Regions from separate parts of the Mus musculus genome. Here all the other regions are linked to region 3. A link is a contact called in public HiChIP or PLAC-seq and promoter capture Hi-C data. All regions are on one chromosome and are shown on one strand. The core of a region is the stretch at or near the end of the contact, and the rest is flanking DNA. Distances in the headings are between cores, read along the strand shown. Region 1 overlaps Fxr1 (fragile X mental retardation gene 1, autosomal homolog). Region 2 holds the start of Ccdc39 (coiled-coil domain containing 39). Region 3 holds the start of Sox2 (SRY (sex determining region Y)-box 2). Region 4 has its middle 14 kb from the start of Gm46833. Region 5 holds the start of 1700017M07Rik (a long non-coding RNA gene). Region 6 has its middle 33 kb from the start of 1700017M07Rik. Region 7 has its middle 32 kb from the start of Gm38512.

Evidence for each region. Promoter capture Hi-C pulls out the DNA fragments that hold promoters and counts their contacts. HiChIP or PLAC-seq counts read pairs in DNA pulled down with a chosen protein or histone mark.
Region 1: a contact with region 3 is called in a promoter capture Hi-C map of embryonic stem cells, with 2.9 times the contacts expected there. The contact joins the enhancer-like site here to the promoter of Sox2 in region 3. A contact is called at or near these places in 6 of 39 promoter capture datasets (the SN4741 cell line, cranial neural crest, embryonic stem cells and 1 more), 2 of 484 Hi-C or Micro-C datasets (both in embryonic stem cells) and 8 of 115 datasets of contacts at active chromatin or transcription factors (cardiomyocytes, embryonic forebrain, embryonic hindbrain and 2 more).
Region 2: an H3K4me3 HiChIP or PLAC-seq map of forebrain shows a contact between it and region 3, with 4 times the contacts expected there. The contact joins the promoter of Ccdc39 here to the promoter of Sox2 in region 3. A contact is called at or near these places in 8 of 39 promoter capture datasets (cranial neural crest, embryonic stem cells, frontonasal cranial neural crest and 4 more), 4 of 484 Hi-C or Micro-C datasets (cerebellum, cerebral cortex and cortical neurons) and 7 of 115 datasets of contacts at active chromatin or transcription factors (SST interneurons, astrocytes, bone marrow-derived dendritic cells and 4 more).
Region 4: a contact with region 3 is called in an H3K4me3 HiChIP or PLAC-seq map of embryonic stem cells, with 5 times the contacts expected there. The contact joins the enhancer-like site here to the promoter of Sox2 in region 3. A contact is called at or near these places in 5 of 39 promoter capture datasets (the SN4741 cell line, cranial neural crest, embryonic stem cells and 2 more) and 6 of 115 datasets of contacts at active chromatin or transcription factors (craniofacial prominence, embryonic hindbrain, embryonic stem cells and 2 more).
Region 5: an H3K4me3 HiChIP or PLAC-seq map of neural tube shows a contact between it and region 3, with 3 times the contacts expected there. The contact joins the promoter of 1700017M07Rik here to the promoter of Sox2 in region 3. A contact is called at or near these places in 5 of 39 promoter capture datasets (cranial neural crest, embryonic stem cells, hippocampal neurons and 1 more), 7 of 115 datasets of contacts at active chromatin or transcription factors (embryonic fibroblasts, embryonic forebrain, embryonic hindbrain and 4 more) and 1 of 9 other capture datasets (embryonic stem cells).
Region 6: a contact with region 3 is called in a promoter capture Hi-C map of liver, with 5 times the contacts expected there. The contact joins the enhancer-like site here to the promoter of Sox2 in region 3. A contact is called at or near these places in 9 of 39 promoter capture datasets (cranial neural crest, embryonic stem cells, epiblast stem cells and 5 more), 7 of 484 Hi-C or Micro-C datasets (cortical neurons, embryonic somatosensory cortex, embryonic stem cells and 3 more), 8 of 115 datasets of contacts at active chromatin or transcription factors (embryonic brain, embryonic forebrain, embryonic hindbrain and 4 more) and 1 of 9 other capture datasets (embryonic stem cells).
Region 7: a promoter capture Hi-C map of embryonic stem cells shows a contact between it and region 3, with 5 times the contacts expected there. The contact joins the enhancer-like site here to the promoter of Sox2 in region 3. A contact is called at or near these places in 4 of 39 promoter capture datasets (cranial neural crest, embryonic stem cells and second pharyngeal arch cranial neural crest), 10 of 115 datasets of contacts at active chromatin or transcription factors (craniofacial prominence, embryonic basal ganglia, embryonic forebrain and 6 more) and 1 of 9 other capture datasets (embryonic stem cells).

What each region holds. Positions count from the first base shown.
Region 1 is chr3:34,033,707-34,036,406 of GRCm38.p6, reverse strand. The region is part of intron 1 of Fxr1 (fragile X mental retardation gene 1, autosomal homolog); the gene reads right to left. Among named protein-coding and RNA genes, the nearest start is that of Fxr1, 15 kb to the right of the region's middle. Within about 2 kb of position 1,391, at least 39 of the 459 cell types and tissues checked have an H3K27ac peak or open chromatin away from gene starts, as enhancers often do. A contact at or near this core is called in embryonic stem cells, where this site is marked.
Region 2 is chr3:33,843,023-33,845,722 of GRCm38.p6, reverse strand. It overlaps Ccdc39 (coiled-coil domain containing 39), which reads left to right and starts at 1,413. Exons shown (of 20, transcript NM_026222.2): 1 at 1,413-1,618. The coding sequence starts at 1,529.
Region 3 is chr3:34,648,726-34,651,425 of GRCm38.p6, reverse strand. Sox2 (SRY (sex determining region Y)-box 2) reads right to left here and starts at 1,431. Exons shown (of 1, transcript NM_011443.4): 1 at 1-1,431. The coding sequence starts at 1,010. The coding sequence ends at 51. All of the region lies in intron 3 of Sox2ot (SOX2 overlapping transcript (non-protein coding)), which reads right to left. RefSeq lists a promoter at 1,194-1,944.
Region 4 is chr3:33,988,047-33,990,746 of GRCm38.p6, reverse strand. No RefSeq gene overlaps it. Among named protein-coding and RNA genes, the nearest start is that of Gm46833, 14 kb to the right of the region's middle. Within about 2 kb of position 1,281, at least 18 of the 459 cell types and tissues checked have an H3K27ac peak or open chromatin away from gene starts, as enhancers often do. A contact at or near this core is called in embryonic stem cells, where this site is marked.
Region 5 is chr3:35,274,802-35,277,501 of GRCm38.p6, reverse strand. It overlaps 1700017M07Rik (a long non-coding RNA gene), which reads left to right and starts at 1,371. Exons shown (of 2, transcript XR_880766.1): 1 at 1,371-1,885.
Region 6 is chr3:35,241,740-35,244,439 of GRCm38.p6, reverse strand. No RefSeq gene overlaps it. Among named protein-coding and RNA genes, the nearest start is that of 1700017M07Rik, 33 kb to the left of the region's middle. Within about 2 kb of position 1,384, at least 8 of the 459 cell types and tissues checked have an H3K27ac peak or open chromatin away from gene starts, as enhancers often do.
Region 7 is chr3:35,436,456-35,439,155 of GRCm38.p6, reverse strand. No RefSeq gene overlaps it. Among named protein-coding and RNA genes, the nearest start is that of Gm38512, 32 kb to the right of the region's middle. Within about 2 kb of position 1,260, at least 3 of the 459 cell types and tissues checked have an H3K27ac peak or open chromatin away from gene starts, as enhancers often do. A contact at or near this core is called in embryonic stem cells, where this site is marked.

The DNA of each region.
Region 1 (2,700 bases), core at 142-2,641, 610 kb after region 3:
TAAAAGTAAGTTCTTGCCCCACGTTGGGTGTCATCTGTAGCAGTGAATTAGTTAAATCCACTTTGGTTCCTGGCTGTCTCGAGCTGGGCTGTGAACGAAAGACACAAACACACACAACAGCTAATTTTGATATACCTTGACTAGCTAGCTCAATGACTGGGCACTTCTAAACCTCCCCAAGGCAAGCACACACTCCCCTCCAGTATTCCCGAGTTAATATCTTTTAAAATCTGTATTTCATCTCTGCTACTGCAGACCCAATGGGGAAAATAGCCCCTAGAGCCACTTTCCGGGAATCTTCCATGTTGGCAGGACTTTAAACTTGTTCTCCTTGCTCCCGGAATGGCTGTCCTGGAACCTCAAACTCACAGAGCTCCACTTGACTCTACCCAGGAGTGCTGGGATTAAAGGCGTGGGCCACCCCGCCTGGCTTTAGAATTTTTTAAATGAGGGTAAAGAGAGTGATTTACTTTTAAGCAGTACTCAGACTTTTTGCTAATTCTTATGGAAAATTAAGCTGGGTGTGGTGGCACAAGGCCTGAAACACTAACTCTCAAGAGGCAGAGCAGGTTCAAAGTCAGCCAAAACTGAAAAGATCTAGTTTCAAATTAATCAAGGGATGGGAACTGCAGCTCAGTGGTAGAGCACCTGTACTCAATTTTCACCACCACCACAAATTTGTCTTCACAAAATTAATGATTAAAAGACTTAATAAATTTCTTCCAGGCAAGATAGCATGTGCCTCTTATTCCCAATGTTCAAGAAGCTGAATCAAGAGAATAAGCTCAAGGACAGTCCAGACTACATAGTGAGTATGAAGGCAGAATGAACCAAACAGAAAACCTGCCTCAAAAACGGGGTAGGGTATGGAAAAAATTTTTATTTTTTAAAAAAATTGGGGGGAGGGGAGGACATAAGTAAATTATTCATAATCCCAGTGTAAGGAAGTCATTTCTAATAAAGAATTTTGAGACAAAACAAAACCCACCTAAAAGCCGAGCCATGATAAATCACAAAGGAAAGAAGGTGGGCTGGGGGTAGAGGTTAACTCTCAACTAAGAGTTAAATTCCGTAAGTTTCCCAGTCAATAAGAACATGAGGAAAGACCAAACAATGAAATTGAGACTCTAGTTTTAATATATACAACTTTTAAGATGTTACATGTGTTACAATTTCTTCTACCTTTGCTCTTTTCCTATTTCACTTTGTTTTGTGACCCACATTATCAACATAAACAACTTTGCTTCGGTTTTCAAGTATCTACCCTCAGGTGCTTGGCAGGTTTGATATGGAAGCATAAACAGCTTGAAGAAAGTACACAGTACAACACAGAACAGCCATTGAAGATACAGTTTTGAAATGATCTTCCAAATCCTCTCATTTTAGAGAAAGAAACAACTGCAGCAATACATATCAACACCAACCCAAAGTTTCACTTCCTGGAATGTTACAAACAGTACTTTAAAAAAAAAAATCTCATTCTTTTTTAAGAGCTCTTTCCATTAAAGAGAAACAGTGGATTTAAGTCTTACAACAATACTACCAGTAGAAATGATGGAGACTTTCATATTTACAGAAAAAAATCATCAAAACCCAATTTGTAACAGGAGAGCACAGTGAAGTCTTGCTAGAACCACCATTCATCTGAAATCTGTAGATCTGAAGCAGAAGCAGGGGAATCGGGTATCAGATACCCAAGGTCGTCTTTGGTCAGTTAGGAGTTCTACAGCAACCAGCCCTCTCAACGAAAAATAAAAAGGCTATAGACAGGAATCCTTTTGAAACCACTACCACTAAATTGGAGGCAGAAAAGAAAGACAGGGAAATTAATGAGACCTGGAAAGGGGAAGGAGCCATCAGCTTGATGAAGTTCCTGGCCAGCTTAAAGAATTCCAGCCAAATTAACATTTGCTAAGATTGCTTACACACAGCAAAGGGCCTTGTTTAAAGCCTGAATATAGGATCATCAATATAGCCACCCTCCTTTTCCAGCCACAAACTTTCAATTCTCCAAGTATCTCACAAAAACTCCACTTTACAGAAAATAAGTCTTGACCTCCTTTTGATATATGATTTCACCTTATCAGACTACAATCCCATCCAAATCAGCTCCAGAGACACCCTAAACCTCTTTACTGAAAGAGAAGAGAAACAGGGGAAGGGATATCTTAGCATCAAGCTAACTTCAGAACTACCAAAATTGTCTATGGCTCTTGCTGACACTTTCTCAATAAGTCTACACCTACACTTAAAGAATTCTTACGGCTGCAGCAGATGACAGAATGCAGTAGTGTCTCCAGCTCCCAGGCCCCACGGCCACTGCCATAACCCATTTGGAGAATTATATGGCCAAGCTCAATTATTACTTTTGGTTGTTTAAGACCTCATCAAATGTCTTCCTTTTATGCAATCCACTACAAACTAATGTATACTCCTTACAAAAGGGGAAACAGAAACTAAAACCCCACAGCTAGCGTTCAGCAAACAAACCACCAACTGTATGTAATCAGGAACTAAACAGCTAAAAGCTACAAAACTGAGTTTAGGATGGTAGTCTAGATAAAAATAAATATATTAGACTTACATGCTATAAAAATTCAAACTCTAAATTTGTTAGAGCTAAGGTTTCTACTGCAAAACAAACTACTAGCAACAAGAGAAAAGCTAACACAGCTTTCTAAAGTGAAGACATGCCTCAGC
Region 2 (2,700 bases), core at 164-2,663, 810 kb after region 3:
CACACAACTCAGCAACTGGCACTGGGAAGGCAGTTGGGATATTATGTTTGTCAGCTCACCTTTTGGATGGGCCGTAGGTAGGAGTGTTGTGCTGTGAGCATCTTGCTGTGGATGCCGTTCTGCTCTTATGTTAAAGCTGACTGACTTGATCAGAACTTCGATGGTGTAGAGTTGGAAACCCAGAGCCAAATTATCTTGAGCTATCTTTAGTCTCCTTAATAGCCAGCCGTTCATTGCCCATTTGACCAGGTAATGCTTGTTGGGCTGTACTAACTTAGCAAACCACTAGCTTTCACCAACCCCAAAGCTATGAATGTCACCAGATAGTATTTGAAACCTATGGATAGCACTGACTTCCCAACTATGCTGTTGTTGGGAAGAAGCAAAGGAAACTTACTCCAGGCAGTACCATTTCGTTTTCAGACTCCATTTAATCATAGGGATAAAGTAAATTCAAGGTCCCAGATCCCAGGGAAGCCAGGGGCTTCCCCATAGCTGAACATCTTCTGTTGTAAACGGTTGAGTCTAGACATCTCAGGCACAACTTCTCTGTCTTGCTGGCAGGGTTAAACAAGTTCATATGCTCCTGCCAGCGTCTTTGTCCCCTTATCACTCTTAGCTCTGGACCTAATGTCTTGGAGAATGAATTAAGGACCTTGAAGCCAGGTGCTCTGTACAGGCTCAGTCTCCCAACAGGTACTCCCATGTTTAACACATAATGTCAAAATACAATTGGATAACGCTGCAGTTCCCACCAGCTCCCCACTTTGAATTGTGTTACCATCCTATAACAATGCTGTATAATCTCCCACCCCGTACGTGGTTCAGATCCCAAACTGGCTGCCTCCCTGAGCACTCAGAAAATAAAGCCTTAATTTTTAAATTTCCATCTCTAAAGTGAGTTTTCTCAGCTTCCATCTCAAACCCAATACTAACAGTCTTTGGTGATGTTTTCATCAATGCATTGGAAAAATGCCTTGATTTATTGCTTCCTTTTCTTCTGCAATTACAAAAACGTAGTGAAGCAAGTTTCCATGCGAGAACATGCTATTTGGGGCAGCCTGGATCTGTGTTCCCAGATCATGGTCCCTTATATATGACTTAAGAACAAATCTGAAGCCACTTTTGGGTATTATACTATCCCTCAATCTGGTGGTCGTCCATCCTGCTATCCTGTAGTCCACCATCCTGGCACCCCAGGAGCCTATGCCTTCCATCCCCGAACTTTGTGGTCCTCTGGAGCACCCGAGCTTCCAGATTTGCACGTTTTGGAAGTCCTGGGAGTGTATCTATCCGTGCAAAGAGAGCTGTGCCTCACAGACACAGGCAAGCAAATTCTACCGGCTGCAAAAAGGACAAGGGAATTCTCAAAGGAAGTTCCGCCTTCCAGCCTGAGTGCTTCCTGTTTGGTAACTAAGGGCGCCTGGCTGTTGCTAGGGCCGCGGAATACAGACGGTTAGGCTTGGCTGCGAGCTCCAGGGAACGGTTTTGGGTGGCTTGTCTGTGATTCCTTTGAGCCTCGTACGCCATGTGCAGTGAGTTCTTGTCAGAGCTGCACTGGGAAGATGGGTTCGCCATCCCCGTGGCCAATCAGGAGAACAAGATCCTGGAGGATCAGGTGAGGAGGACCGGGTGGGATTTAGGGGAGAGACGACCAGAGGGGAACAGCTGAGGAATGGTAAAAGGGCTGGTTGAACGCCGCCAGGACTGCCAATGGATGACCAGGTAAAGACTAGGTAAGGAGTGTAAATAGAGGATGCTGGGCTAGGTGGGTATCCAGTGGGAATCCGGGGGAGGGCCAGGGAAGACCAAGTCCCACGTACAGGTGCCGCGCTGCTCATTTGCACCTCTTGTGGCCTGACTTCATCACTTAGATCTGATACTCCGGCCTCCCCACTTTCTCTCCTGCTCCTATCAGTTACTACACATTTGAAAGTTTTATCGAAGCAACAATTTCTATTCAGGGCCATAAAACCCGAGTCTCACTCTTCCAGCTGTTTCAGGTGCCAGCTAGCAGGCCTTTCCCATCCAATTAAGGATCACAAATGCATTTTTGGTGTTTCCTAGTAACCACCATTTACACATGTGCACACACAAGACACATTCTTGCCAGCATTTGTGTTTCTGTGATGTTTAAAATCGCTTGAGGTGCTTTCAAGGAAAACATTTTAGTGAAGTATGCAATATAGAGTTTCAGAGTGAGAATCGAGGTGTCACAAGATGGTGAAATATTTCACATTGTTAGGACAAACCTGCACCAACTAAAATACATGCAGTTTAAGTCGTTTTTTTGTTTGTTTGTTTTTTGTTTTTTTAATTGCAACCGGCTCCACAAAGTTAATGCATCTTTAGCAGTCACCCAAAGTCCCACGAAATGGTACTAGGGTGTGGGGAAGAGGGAACCAAGAATTGAAGATTTGTGCAAATTGACAAGGTAGAAGAGAATATTTTCTGCCCTCTGAAAGTGAGCATAAAAGACTTTTGGGTAAATCTTCTGAGAAGACTGGAACGTTTGGAATGCTCTGCTCTGCTCTGCTCTGCTCTGCTCTGCTCTGCTCTGCTCTGCTCTGCTCTGCTCTACTCTACTCTGCTCTGCTTTGCTCTGCTCTCCCCTCTGGTTAGGATTGGGCATTTCCCCTTAAGGACCATCAATATTAGGACAGATAAAAGATCACTGCTGGTGCCCGAGTCATAGCCGCC
Region 3 (2,700 bases), core at 182-2,681:
CTTGTATCTCTTTGAAAATCTCTCCCCTTCTCCAGTTCGCAGTCCAGCCCTCACATGTGCGACAGGGGCAGTGTGCCGTTAATGGCCGTGCCGGGCACCGGGCCGCTCTGGTAGTGCTGGGCCATGTGCAGTCTACTGGGCGCAGCGGGCTCCGGCACCTCGGCGCCGGGGAGGTACATGCTGATCATGTCCCGGAGGTCCCCGGCCTGGCAGGGCGCCCTGGAGTGGGAGGAAGAGGTAACCACGGGGGGGCTGGAGCTGGCCTCGGACTTGACCACAGAGCCCATGGAGCCCAGCGCCATACCGGGGGTGCCCTGCTGCGAGTAGGACATGCTGTAGGTGGGCGAGCCGTTCATGTAGGTCTGCGAGCTGGTCATGGAGTTGTACTGCAGGGCGCTGACGTCGTAGCGGTGCATCGGTTGCATCTGTGCCGCGCCGTGAGCGTTGAGGCCCGGGTGCTGCGGGTAGCCCAGCTGCTCCTGCATCATGCTGTAGCTGCCGTTGCTCCAGCCGTTCATGTGCGCGTAGCTGTCCATGCGCTGGTTCACGCCCGCACCCAGGCCGGCGCCCACCCCAACCCCGCTCGCCATGCTGTTCCCGCCGGGGGCCAGCAAGCCTCCGGGAAGCGTGTACTTATCCTTCTTCATGAGCGTCTTGGTTTTCCGCCGCGGCCGGTATTTATAATCCGGGTGCTCCTTCATGTGCAGAGCGCGCAGCCGCTTGGCCTCGTCGATGAACGGCCGCTTCTCGGTCTCGGACAAAAGTTTCCACTCCGCGCCCAGGCGCTTGCTGATCTCCGAGTTGTGCATCTTGGGGTTCTCCTGGGCCATCTTACGCCGCTGCCCCCGGGACCATACCATGAAGGCGTTCATGGGCCTCTTGACGCGGTCCGGGCTGTTCTTCTGGTTGCCGCCGGTCGCCGCCGCCGTGGCGTTGCCTCCTCCGCCGCCGCCCCCCGAAGCTTGCTGCGGGCCCGGCGGCTTCAGCTCCGTCTCCATCATGTTATACATGCGGGCGCTGGGCGGGCGCGGCCCGCCGGCGGCCGCCAACCCTCGGCCCGGCCGGGACTGTGGGGGCCGCGCTCGGGGGCCGGGATGCAGGGGCCGCGGGCGGGGGCCTCGGCGTGCACGGCCCTGCGCGGAGATCTGGCGGAGAATAGTTGGGGGGAAGCGGAGCTCGAGACGGGCGAAGTGCAATTGGGATGAAAAAACAGGCGCTCTCCTCCTCGGGCCGCCGCGATTGTTGTGATTAGTTTTTGGAAAGGCTTAAGCCTCGGGCTCCAAACTTCTCTCCTTTCTTTCTCTCTCCTCTTCTTTCTCCCAGCCCTAGTCTTAAAGAGGCAGCAAAGTACTTTTCCCTTTTTGCAAACACTCTCTTCTCTGCCTTGACAACTCCTGATACTTTTTTGAACAAGTTAATAGACAACCATCCATGTGATGGGGGCTGTCAGGGAATAAATGGGTTTCCGGCGGCCAATCAGCGAGCGCCGGCTCCTGCGCCCGAGCCCAGCCTCGCCAGAGGGTTTTGCATGAAAGGGGGCGGGGCCTGCCGCGCCGCCGAGCCGAGCCCAGCAGAGCGCTGTGCCCCGAACCGCGCGGGGGAGGCGGGCCCGCAGCCGGCCGCTGGGGAACCTTTGTATCCCCCCCCCCCGCCCCCCGTTTTCAGCAACAGGTCACGGCGCACGCCTGTTCGAAGGAAGTGGGTAAACAGCACCAAGACGACAGCTCCTTTCCCCCATGCTACGGAATATTGGCTCTCTCTTGGATACATAAGGGTGGATGGGGCGCGGGAAGCTGGGGCCAGGGTGGGGCAAGGCCCATGGGTGGTTCAGGGCGACTGTCCAACTAGTATTTCAGGAAGCTGGCAGAGCCGGAGGTGGTGTGCCATTGTTTCTGCGCTCATCCGCGGCACTGCGCTCTGTCGCAGCCCCTCTTCCAACCTTGTCGCCAGCACCCACTCACCCCCTCTTCTCACCGTACAGACGAGAAGTTAGACCCAAGCCTCGGGCCTCAGCGCCCTCCTGGCTTCCGTGTCATCGGCTCGGTTCCCAAACACGAGTCCTCTGCCCATGTAGCTGACTGTAGAGCAGAGCTAGGACCAGGCCTTGTTCCCAGCCTTTTCCTAGGCCGACTCAGGTGTGGCTCAAGGAACCGCAGCACGTGTCCTCAACCCCTAATTCCCTACTCCACCAACCTGCCCCATCCAAAGGGTGCAAAGGCAAAGCTGGAACTCTGCTCCCGCTCTTTCTAACTCCCAACCCTGACACAAGAGGATTTTTAGTGGTGGCAGTTTCAGAGGAAACCTTGGGGACGAAAGCATCAACGGAAAGAAGCTCCCGAGTGCAGGGGATGGGGGGAGGGTCACGCAACTTCCTGGCATCCCACCGCGAGGCGCGGAGGTGGCATTTGGGCTGCGCTCACAAACTCCCTCCCACGCAGCGTTCTCAGGATGGGGCAGCGCAGCCGGCATTGCCCCTGCTGACAGGCACGGTGGTAGTCACGAAGGCCCGGCCGAGAGGCGCCGGGGCCTGGGAAGCGCGCGGGGTCCAGAGGTGCAGGTGCAGGCGGAGAGAAGGCCCGCCGAACCCGAGGAGCCGGCACCAAGCAAGCCCAGGCTGTGGGAGAATGGGCTGGGGGCGGGGGTAGGGGTTCAAGAATCTTGCCTGCCCAGGACCCGAGAGGGTAATTTTAGCCGATCTCC
Region 4 (2,700 bases), core at 32-2,531, 660 kb after region 3:
CCCTTTGGTTTCAGCTGGATTATGTTGCAAAGCGAGGTCAGCAGGTAGTGTATTCTTCTAAGTTCCTGTGGGAACTTGCATGTGCAACCAAGGCAGGTGACTCCACCTAGGTCGTGAAGGTCTGTTGTGGCACGAACTCAAGGTCTGTTCAGCCGGCTCCAGGCTGGGATGGGCACGCTGACCCTTTGGTCTCACTTGCCTGGGTGCTTGGACCTCAGGCTTAGTGCTACCACGCCCAGCAATAAATCCGTTGTTTGTTTGTTTGTTTTTGGGGAGGAGTACTGGTGAGGCAGGGTCTCCCTGTAGCCATGGCTATCCAGGAACTCACTAGAACACTAGGTTGGCCTTGGACTCACACATATCTGCCTGCCTCTGCCTGCCTCTGCCTGCCTCTACCTGCCTCTGCCTGCCTCTGCCTCCCAAGTATTGGGATTAAAGAGAACACCATCATACCAGCAAGAAATCTTATTTTTAACGTATTAGCATAACATTGGGCACTTTATAGACTATACTGTGATTTACAAAGATGGTTCAACTGTGATACCTAAGCATAAAAAGGATAAGCCTGGCTTATCCCAGGAAGAGTATATTCTATGTTGAATGCAATTTTCTCAGAGGCATGGAATACAAAATGTCCTGGGTCGGTCGTCGGGTTCCATTTCTGCTGTGTATTTCATGACTTCTCCCTTTGTTCACCTCTATGGTCAGGCACTGAAGCATATTAAGTAACTTAAAAATTCTTAAAAATCCTCCTTCCTGGGCTGAAAATATGTCTCCAAGAGAAAGATTGTCTCCTAAGCCTGACAACCTGACTTGGCTCCTAGGTCCCAGCCCAGGGAAGGCAAGAACCGACTCCCACAAATTGTCATCTAACCTCCACACACAGGCCTTAGTATGCACACACACAGAGACCTATACATACACACAAAAAAGAAATCAGTGTAATAACTTTGTTTTAACCTCCTCCTCCCCCAACACTATCCTGACCTATCCTCTCTGCTCCCACTTTTCTTTCTGTGTAGGGCTACGGATGGAACCTAGGGCCAGGACCATGCTAGGCAAAAGCTCTGACAATATACCACACCCTATTCCTCTCCGTCTGTTCAACTCACAGAGGCCATTGATTGACTAGATGACAGACCGTCTGTCCCAGGACCCTGAATTCCTGACCTTGGTGGTGGACACAGAATTCTGATCCCATCAGCCACAGCGCCGCTGATCTCCATAGAAACAATGGCAGTGTTTCCTTGAGTCTGAAGCTCAGAACTCAGCGACTGGAGCGCTGGGGCTCAGTGTGCCCTTGTGACACTGTGTTGAGTACTGCCAAAGACACTTACTGCAAGCACCGTGTTATCTGCTGCTATTTCTGCACTGTAGACTCCTAGGTCTGGGGCGTTAGCTTAGGGAACATTCCTGCTTCTAAAAGACAGATTATCAAGAAACAGTCCTATGTCACACAGCATTCCGTTTTACAGTTCATGCTCCATGCATTTTAGTAAATTTTTTTTTTATGATTGTGTGGTCAACACCACAGCACATTTTAGAACTTTTTAAAGCCCCGAAAGGCACCCGGTGCCCATCAACATTCATTTGCTGACCTCCTTCCAGCCCTTCAGTATTATTCATTTTTCTGTCACTATGAATTTACCTATGTATGGTATTTCAAATGAACAGTATCATGAAGTGTAGCTTTTCATTGTGGCTTCTTGTGTTTGAGACAGTGCTTTGAAAGTTGACCTGTGGCGGAGAATCCCATCCCTTCTTGTTGCTGAGAGTCTTCTGGGTGGACCACTCTCTTTGGTTGCTTGTACTTTTAGTATTGGACCTAAGAAACTTCTTAATTAACGAATCATTAAACACATCGGCTATTTTAAAAGTTTTGTTTACTTTTATTTCATGTGCATTGGTGTTTTGCCGGCATGTATGTCTGTGTGAGGGTGTTGGATCCCCTGGAACTGGAGTGACAGACAGCTGTGAGCTGCCATGTGGGTGCTGGGAATCGAACCCCCATTCTCTGAAAGAGCAGCCAGTGCTCTCAACTGCTGAGCCACCTCTCCAGGCCCCACAAACTATTAACAAAACCAATCTGAAACAAAAATAAGCATCCTTATGTACTCCAGGGTGAGCAGTTGTGATTGCATCTTTATCTACTCCCGGGATGGGCAGTGGTGCATACCTTTAATCCAGCACTTGAGAGCAGAAGCAGGTAGATTTCTGGGAATTTGTGGCCAGCCTAGTGTACAAAGCAAGTACCATGATTAAAAAACAAAGGTAAAATAACACTCTCATGTTTCATTCAAGGAGTTATGTAGAATTAGAATTATGGCTATGGTATATTTTGTGTGAAGCTTTGTGTAGGATGTGAGGTAGGGTTCTGCATTCTTGATTTTAGCCTATCATTATCTTATTTTGAGGCAGAGATTCAAGCATCCTAGACAAGCCTCAAATTCACTTTGTGGCAGCGGATGAACTTCTGACTTGCTGCCTCTAAGAGCAGGTGCTGGGTTTCCATGCTTGGAACATGCACTGATGGGGATCGAACTCACAGCTTTGTCCATGCTAGGCAAGAACTCTGTTGTATCCCCAGCCCATAAATTCTTTACCCTCTTATGTGTAGCTGTATAGTTATCCCAAGGCCATTTGTTAATAGTCTATTGACCCATTGAATAGTCTTGGCACTCTGTAAAGAAATCATCCAAC
Region 5 (2,700 bases), core at 122-2,621, 630 kb before region 3:
TGCCACCAAGAGGGTGTTTTAATGGCCAGTGGAAGGAGAAGGATAGGAGTGGATAGGAGAATGATAGCCATCAAAGCATCTTCCGTATCATGCAAGACAAGCAGGTAGCTGTCACATGGATTTGTCTCTACATGTCTGAGCGTGTGTTGTGCACACATCCCTGCCATGCTAACTAAGAACAACATCTTCATCATCAGAGGACTTCAAGGATGATCATTCTCTGATACAAAGGAAGTATACTTTGTGATGGTTTGAATAGGTTTAGCTCCCATAGACTCATGTGTTTGAATTCTTGGCCCATATGGAATGGACTATTAGGAGGTGTGGCCTTGTTGGAATAGGTGTGACCTTGTTGGAGTAAGTGTGTTACTAGGGGATGGACTTTAAGGTCTCAGAAGTTTAAGTCAGTGTACTTCCTGATGCCTGTGGATCAAGATGTAGAATTTTCAGATCCTCCAGCACCAAGTCTGCCTGCATGCAGTCATACATCTCACCATGATGATAATGGACTGAACCTCTGAAACTGTAAGCCAGACCCAATTAAATGTTTTCCTTTGTAAGAGTTACCTTAGTCATGGTGTCTCTTTATAGCAGTAACACTCTAACTAAAACAGAAGTTGGTACCAGGAGCTGGAGTATTGCTGAAATAGGCCTGATCACAATTTTGTTTGTAGGAATCTGGACTTTGGCACTTTGTATTAGAAAATCAATTGAACCCTTTAAGTGAGGCTTAATCAACCACACAAATAGGACCATGAAAGACATAGGTGCTAAGGGTGATTTGGACTGTAGAGGCCTTGGTCAAGAAGTTTCAGAGGAGAATAATGTTAGTATGTGGTCTAGAGACTGTTCTTGCAATAAATTGGTGAAAAATGTGGCTGCTTTCTGCACCTTGTCTAAAAAAAAAATCTGCCAGAGGTAAAACTGAAGAGCTTTAGATTAATTGCCTTGGCAGAGGAAATCTCAAAATAGCCTAGTATAGACTCTGTTTGATGATTACTGACGTTCCCTTTGTGATGATCTATAATGGAAAGGAGTAAGCTGAGCAAGAAAAAAAAATACAAAATGGATAATTTGAGGAGAAGGGGGAAACCAGGAAATGAAATGAAGGTAAGACTGTGTTCAAGGAAATAAACAAATTAAAGAAAAACCTGATATTAAATGGAATAAAGGAAGTGGTGACTTTAGGGCAAGGTCTCACTTGTAAAAAGGAATTAAAGAAAAGCTTAGAGCTGGGAGTATTGGTATACACCTTTAATCTCAGCATGGCAGAGTCATAGCCAGTCATAGTCATAGTCATAGTCATAGTCATAGTCATAGTCATAGTCATAGTCATAGTCATAGTCAGAGGCAGAGGCAGAGGCAGAGGCAGACAGGCAGAGGCAGAGGCAGAGGCAGAGGCAGACAGGCAGACAGGCAGACAGGCAGACAGGCAGACAGGCAGACAGGTAGACAGGCAGACAGGCAGACAGGCAGAGGCAGAGGCAGACAGGCAGACAGGTAGACAGGCAGACAGGCAGACAGGCAGAGGCAGGCAAATCTCTAGATTCAAGGTCAGCCTTGTCTACAGAGTAAGTTCCAGGACAACCAGGGTTGGACAGTGAAGGAAACCATGAAACATAGAGAGCTGATGAAGAGGTGATTGTGCACAACTTGGCAGTTTTGGCCACATGGTTCTACCTATAAAGTCAAGGCTAGAAGAAAGGGGTTATGGAATCTTTGTTCATAACTAAGGAAAGCCTCTGAGGCTAGGCATGAGGCAGGGGTGTCCCTGCATGGAGGTCCAGAGAGGCCGTGTGTGAAGCTGTGAAGGTGAAGCCTGGATTGCCTTAACCTGAAGATGTTGGAGATACCAGAGCCTTGGAATACCTGCTGAGGAAAACTGGTAAGAGGGAGTGGACCAGCCCAAGAGAATGTGTTACAGTCAACACAGCAGAAAAGAGCTGGAGATCTAAAGAGCACTTTGACATCATACTTGGAGATACAGAGTTTGGAGTTTGCTCAGCTGGTTTTCAGCCTTGCTTTGGCCCAGTATCTCCTCCCTATGCTCCCTCCCCTCCCTTTTGGAAAGGCAAGGTATATCCTGTGCCATTGTATGTTGGAAGTGTATGATCTGTTTTGTTTTGTTTTTTTATTATAGTCTATGGAACTTTGGAAGTTGGACTGATGCCATTTTTACATTATGGTATGGTTACAAGCCTGTGGGGGGCAAGGATTGGAATGTTCTGGGTTGAATGGGAATTATCCCAATAGACTCATGTGTTTGAGTGCTTGGACCATAGGCAGTGGCACTGTTAGGAGATGTGGCCTTCTTAGAGTAGATGTGGCCTTGTTAGAGGAAGCATGTCACTGGGGGTGGGATTTTATAATGTTCAAGGCAGGCCCAGCGTTTTTCTCTCTTCTTGCTGCCTGTGAATCGGGATGTAGAACTTTCAGCTCCTTCTCTAGCACCTTGTGTGTATGAATGCTGCCATGCTTCCTGCCATTGTAATAATGGACTGATCCTCTGAAACTGTAAGCCAGACCCAATTAAATGCTTTCTATTGTAAGGGTTGCCATGATCATGGTGTCTCTTCATGGTAATAATGATATATCTCTTCTTCCTGCCTTGTCAATGCTCTGACTCAATGCTAAGGGAAGCAAACACCCCCTGGGCACTGCACTCTTCCCGTCTAATGACAATCTGTCTTGCTAGGTGAG
Region 6 (2,700 bases), core at 135-2,634, 590 kb before region 3:
CATCTGAGCCACAACTTTTTTTTTTCTATTACGTTAAATACACATGTATAATACAAATACAGATTATGTTATTTTTCTGTAATGGGTCCCATATTGTATAAGCTACACTTTCCTTTTATGGGCGTCTGACGACTTCTCACACATTAATAGATGCAGATCTCCATCAGATAGCATATACTGTTCCATAACGTGAATATACCAGAAAGTACCCAGTTGGTTGACATTTTCTGCTTGTTTTTTTTTTTTTTTCTTTAAACAAGTGTTAGTAACTGACATCTGTATACAAGTGGATATCTGCAGGAGAATTTCTTAGACTTGGAATAACTACTCTCATTTACTCACAACAAATAGCAGCACTCTGTAACATCTCCTAATAAATGTGCTGTGCTCCAGGGTCCGTTATTCAAGCAGACAAGGGAAGTTCTCTCTGAAACTCCACACTCCCGAGTAAAACACTGGAAAAGCATTTTCCTACTCTTTAATGTGATTCATGCAGGGTTGTTTGTCTACAGCTCACCCTTCGGCTGCTTTTCTCATGGTTGTATGTGTGTGTGTGTGTGTATGTATGTATGTATGTATGATGTATTTTCTACGAGGTAGATGGGTGTTTCCACAGGCAGCATGAAAGGATGATGACAGGGGTTTATTTGTACAGAAGAGATCCCTGAACCATATGACCTCAGTGTTCTATGTCCTGTGTGCACTCAGAGTCCAATTGTGGGGAAACTTCTGCTCCTCAGAGTGTGACCCTGTGGAACAGAGACATGTCATTGCAGAGGGCTCCCTAGCACCTCCTCTCTGACACACGTAACTGGCACACATATCCCATCAGCCCCCAGGAAACACACTTGCATGTGAACTGGGTACTTATGTGAGCAGCACTAAGGCAGCTCTCAGCCCAGTTCTGCATTAGGATCATACTGTAGGTTTGTGGAGGTGCGTGTGCATGCGCATGCGTGTGCACATTCATGAGGTTAGGTTGGCTGGCCTGTGAACTCCAGGATGCGCTTCCCTGCCTCACTGGTGCTGCCTGAGCTGGGATGACGACCATTTACCACCTCTTTCTTGTTCACATGGGTATGCGGGACCAAACTCGGGACCTGGCTTTTGCCCAGTCAGCACTTTACCATTTGATCTATCTTCTGACTCTACCATCTTTAGAATTTTAATTATTCACATATTAATGAATACAAGGCTCATCTCCCAGCAACTGTAACTCTGATGTGCTTGGTGGGGGAGGGGACGGGCAAGGTATTGTTCTTATTGTTATTTACTTCCTAAATCATTCCTACTGGAGGAGCTGGAGAAAGACATTCTGACAGAGGCCCTGTCCCCAGTGCTGGCTACAGGAAGTGCTATCAGTAGCAGCTCAGTGCCTACACTGGGTCTGACCCGGCCTCCAGTCCCCAACGCTCCCCATGCACCAATCTCCAGTGCCTCCCCAGCATGCCTGTGGCCAGATCCCAGAAGGAAAAGTGACAAACTCATGTCACCAGGATGGCCTCACAGCCTGTGATGTCTGTCTCACTTCTCTGCCTTCTACCAAAAAAAGACCTTAACTCCACTCAGCCAAATCCCACACAAGGTTTTCCAGCTTCACCCTTTACATGGGTCTTTACTCTCTTTCACACAGATGCCTATTAAGAGGCAGTCCTTAAAACGTGCCTTTCTGGGAAGCCTGCCTTTTCATTTCTTGATTTTAAAGAAGGGCCTGGCTTAAGAAATGTAAATGAAGTCCCAGGCAGCTCAGCGTATGCACATGAAACTTTGGAATTTTTCTCTGGGTCTTGGCTTCTAAAGAAAAGTTTTCTCTGGGCTGTTGCTCACTCTCCCCTCCCACCGACAGTTCTTAGCAATTGGAGATCAGCCCCTGCTCTGTGCAGGTGAGAATGTTTGCTAAGGCAAGCTGGTAATCCTAGGTGGAGAGGCAAGTGCTTAAAGCTCTGGTAGGGAGGGTCTCGGTGCCTTTCTTTGGAATGCGATATTATCACTAGATTAAGAAGCTAGACACCTGGTGAGGAAATATTAGCCTGATTCTGTCTGGGCGTTTTTGATGTCTTCCTGGATTATTACTGGTTGGAGAGTTTTCCGTTCTAGTCAAGATTGCATGACCCTGAGAGCCTCAGAAATGCAACTAAGAGAGCAGAAGGAGGGAACCGTGCAAAAACATGTTTAATAAGATGAATCTCTAGATTGCTGGCTCCTTTTAGTGATTGTCATCACGTTTATGGTGATTACGTAGGAGACCGTCACTTGCCAATGGAGACTTCATGGTGCTAGTGCAGCCATTTGTTCCTTCATTTAGACTCAGTATTTCTTATAGGTCCCACTGCCACAGAAAATGGCAAGCTACCATGGAGCCTCTAGGATGACTGTAGAAACCTCCTAAGAGCAAGTATAATAGTAATAATAGAAACAAAACAAACCCAGCATGCATGTCCCCAAAGAGAACAAACAGTGTGTGATTCTCGGGTGCTGCTGATAGGGACTCTGGTTTGAGTTTAGCCATGCTAAAGAAGAGAACTCAGGCTGAGGGGATAGCCCAGAGGGAAACATGCTTGCTACCTGAGCACAAGGACCTGAGTTCCATTCCCAGAACCCGCAGAAAAAGCTGTGTGCGGTGGTACATACTTCTAATCCTAGCAGTTAGAGAGGCAGAGATTGGTAGGTCCCTGGAGTTCACTTGGCTGAACAGCCTAG
Region 7 (2,700 bases), core at 11-2,510, 790 kb before region 3:
CACAACCTCCACATCCAGATTCAACTCTACTTGCTGCCCAGATGTGGTGCAGGGCTGGCTCTCCCAGGTGCCGCCGCTGATGACTGGCAGGGATAGCTCTCTTGCTCTTGTGACCCCAGGGACAGGTCTCCTACTTGTCACAGGCAATGAGGGGAAAAGGAGTGAGATGGTATCTTTCCCTCTTCCATGTGACTGCACAGGAGACAAGTGGTAGGGCCAGCTTTCCCATGCTTATATCCTTGGGGCCAGCTCACCCTCAACTCCAACAATGCACAGGGACCACTCGCCTGAGTACAGCAGCTGGCTGGGGTCAAGACCCCTGCTCTCATGCCGTGGGGTCAGCTCTCTCAGGATGACCAGGTGAGGGATGGGGCCCGTTCTGCACAGCCATCAGACATCAATATGCCCTCAGGTGGCAGAACACACCAGGGATGTCTGCTTGGTCTTTTGGGGTAACAGATTCCTGCTGCTGCAGGACCATAAACCCAGGCATGATTCCTGGTAGCAGCACAAGATGGGAGCCCACTGTACTCCCAGGTAGTATCACAGCTACCCCTCACTACTCTCAGGTCTCCAGTTTCGCCTCTCCTTATGGTGGCCACATCCTTCTGTTTCTTTCCCTTCTATGACACCACCACTTATTTGTTCCTCTCAATGGCTCGTGGGGACTCTGAGTGTCTGGGGTTGGCTCAGAAGTGTCCTCAGGAGTTCTGTACCATGCTTGGTCATTATGAAGCTAGGCAGGGCATGGTCTACCCTACCCTGCTTCCTGCCTGCAGGGCACCAGACTAGTAGTCATGCCAGGCTAGTTCCCTGTCGCTGACTGAGTAGGCCCTTTGTGGGGGTTGTCTTTCTCAGGTTCACTCCTGCCTGGGATCCGTGCGAGGGCCGGCCTGGCACCAGACTGGTTGCCATCTCAGACTCGCTTTGTTTTCAGGGAGTGTTAGGCTACCATTAGTCATTCAGACGCTCATAGGTCAGGTGAGCTTTTCAAATCTATCAAATTGAAGGCTGAGTTCTCTTCAACATTAATATCTCTTTACTAAATTTAGTTTTCTTTTCTTCTTTTTCCCCCTATTTTTTTTTTTTTTTTTTTTTAGATAGGATTTCTCTGTGTAGCTTTGGAACTCACTCTGTAGACCAGGCTGGCCTTGAACTCACAGATATCTTCCTGCCTCTGCCTTCTGAGTGCTAAGCTTAAAGGCATGTTCCACCACTGCCTAGCTTGATTTCTGTTTTTAAATTCCAGTTTGTCCTTGACACTCCCTCCATTCAATAGTGCCTTTGTTCCTTTGGCTGTCATCCTTGGCTTAGCGCTCACCTCTTTAAGTTCACAGAGATTCCCTGCCACTGCTCTGTCTTCTTTAACTCCTTGAAATTTTGGATCAAGTTGTTCTTTTAAATTCTGTGGGATAGGGTTCATCTAGGTTAACTCTCATTGGGACTAGAGTTTGGAGAAGGACATACTGTTTTGACATTTCATAGGTCTGTGCTTTATGATGGAACCTGTGCATATAGACTTCTTTTTTGGTTGTATGTCTGATGTGGGGTTCTAGCTTGCCCCAGGTTAGGATGATATAAACCAAAGCTGAGCCTGAGAATGTGAGGTAGTGCTTGGTTCTCTATTTCTTTGTGACAACCAAGGTTGCCTATTGGTTTTGAAGGTGGCGTTAAGGTAATAAATTTGTGCTGTAATTAGCCATATGTTACGAATTTTGGATATTTTGTTAAAACCAAAACAGGAAGGCGATATGACTCAGCTTTTCCTTTAGCTCCTGATATTCTTTATGCCTTTTTGTTTTGTTTTTGTTTTATATACTGATCTTAAGTTATTCAACCATACTAAATTTGTTAGTTCTAGTAGCTTTTTTTCCTAAAGCCTATCACAGTGAGGGTGCCCCCTTTTCTGTTTCTTGGCCCGTTATACTGCCATCTCTAGTTCAGAGTTGGCTGGAGGTAGTGATAGTGATTTTGTTCCTGATCTATAGGGGGAAATGGTCAACTTCTCATTATTACATGTGATGGAAACTCTGTATTCTCAGATGTTGTTGTATTGTGGACTGAACCTTCAGCTTCACACAACCTAAGCAAACACTCTGCCACTGAGCTAGATCCCAGCTCATCTTTTTGTAAATTATTTTTATCAATTTGAAACTTTCTGTTATTTTCAGTTCTCTGAGAGGTTATTTTTCCACCAATAGCACCCATTAGGTAGTTTTCAAATTATGTTGGAGGGTCATTTATTGAGATCATCATATGGTCTTCTTGTTTTTTAATGTAATCACTTATTGTAATTGACTTTGAATGGTAAACCAATCTCCTATTCATAGAATAACCCAACCCAGTTTGCCATGATATGTTAGCCGTTCTGTTTATATTGTTTCTATGTGCAAAATTGTATGAATAGTTAATTTATCATAATAAGGGAAATTGCTCTGTCATTTTCCTATCTTGCGATGATTTTATGTTTCAATACATTCTATACAACAGGCCAATACTAGCCTCAGATAATTAATACAGAAATATTAACTTCACTTCAATTTTCTAAAAAGAGTTTGAATAGAATTGATGTTACTTTTTACTTAAATGATGGGTAGAGTTCACCAGTGTAGTCTTCTAAGCCTGGAGATGTCAATGTGACATGATTTTAAACAATAAATTTAATTTCTTTAATAGAAGAAAACTACTCAAGTTGTCTGT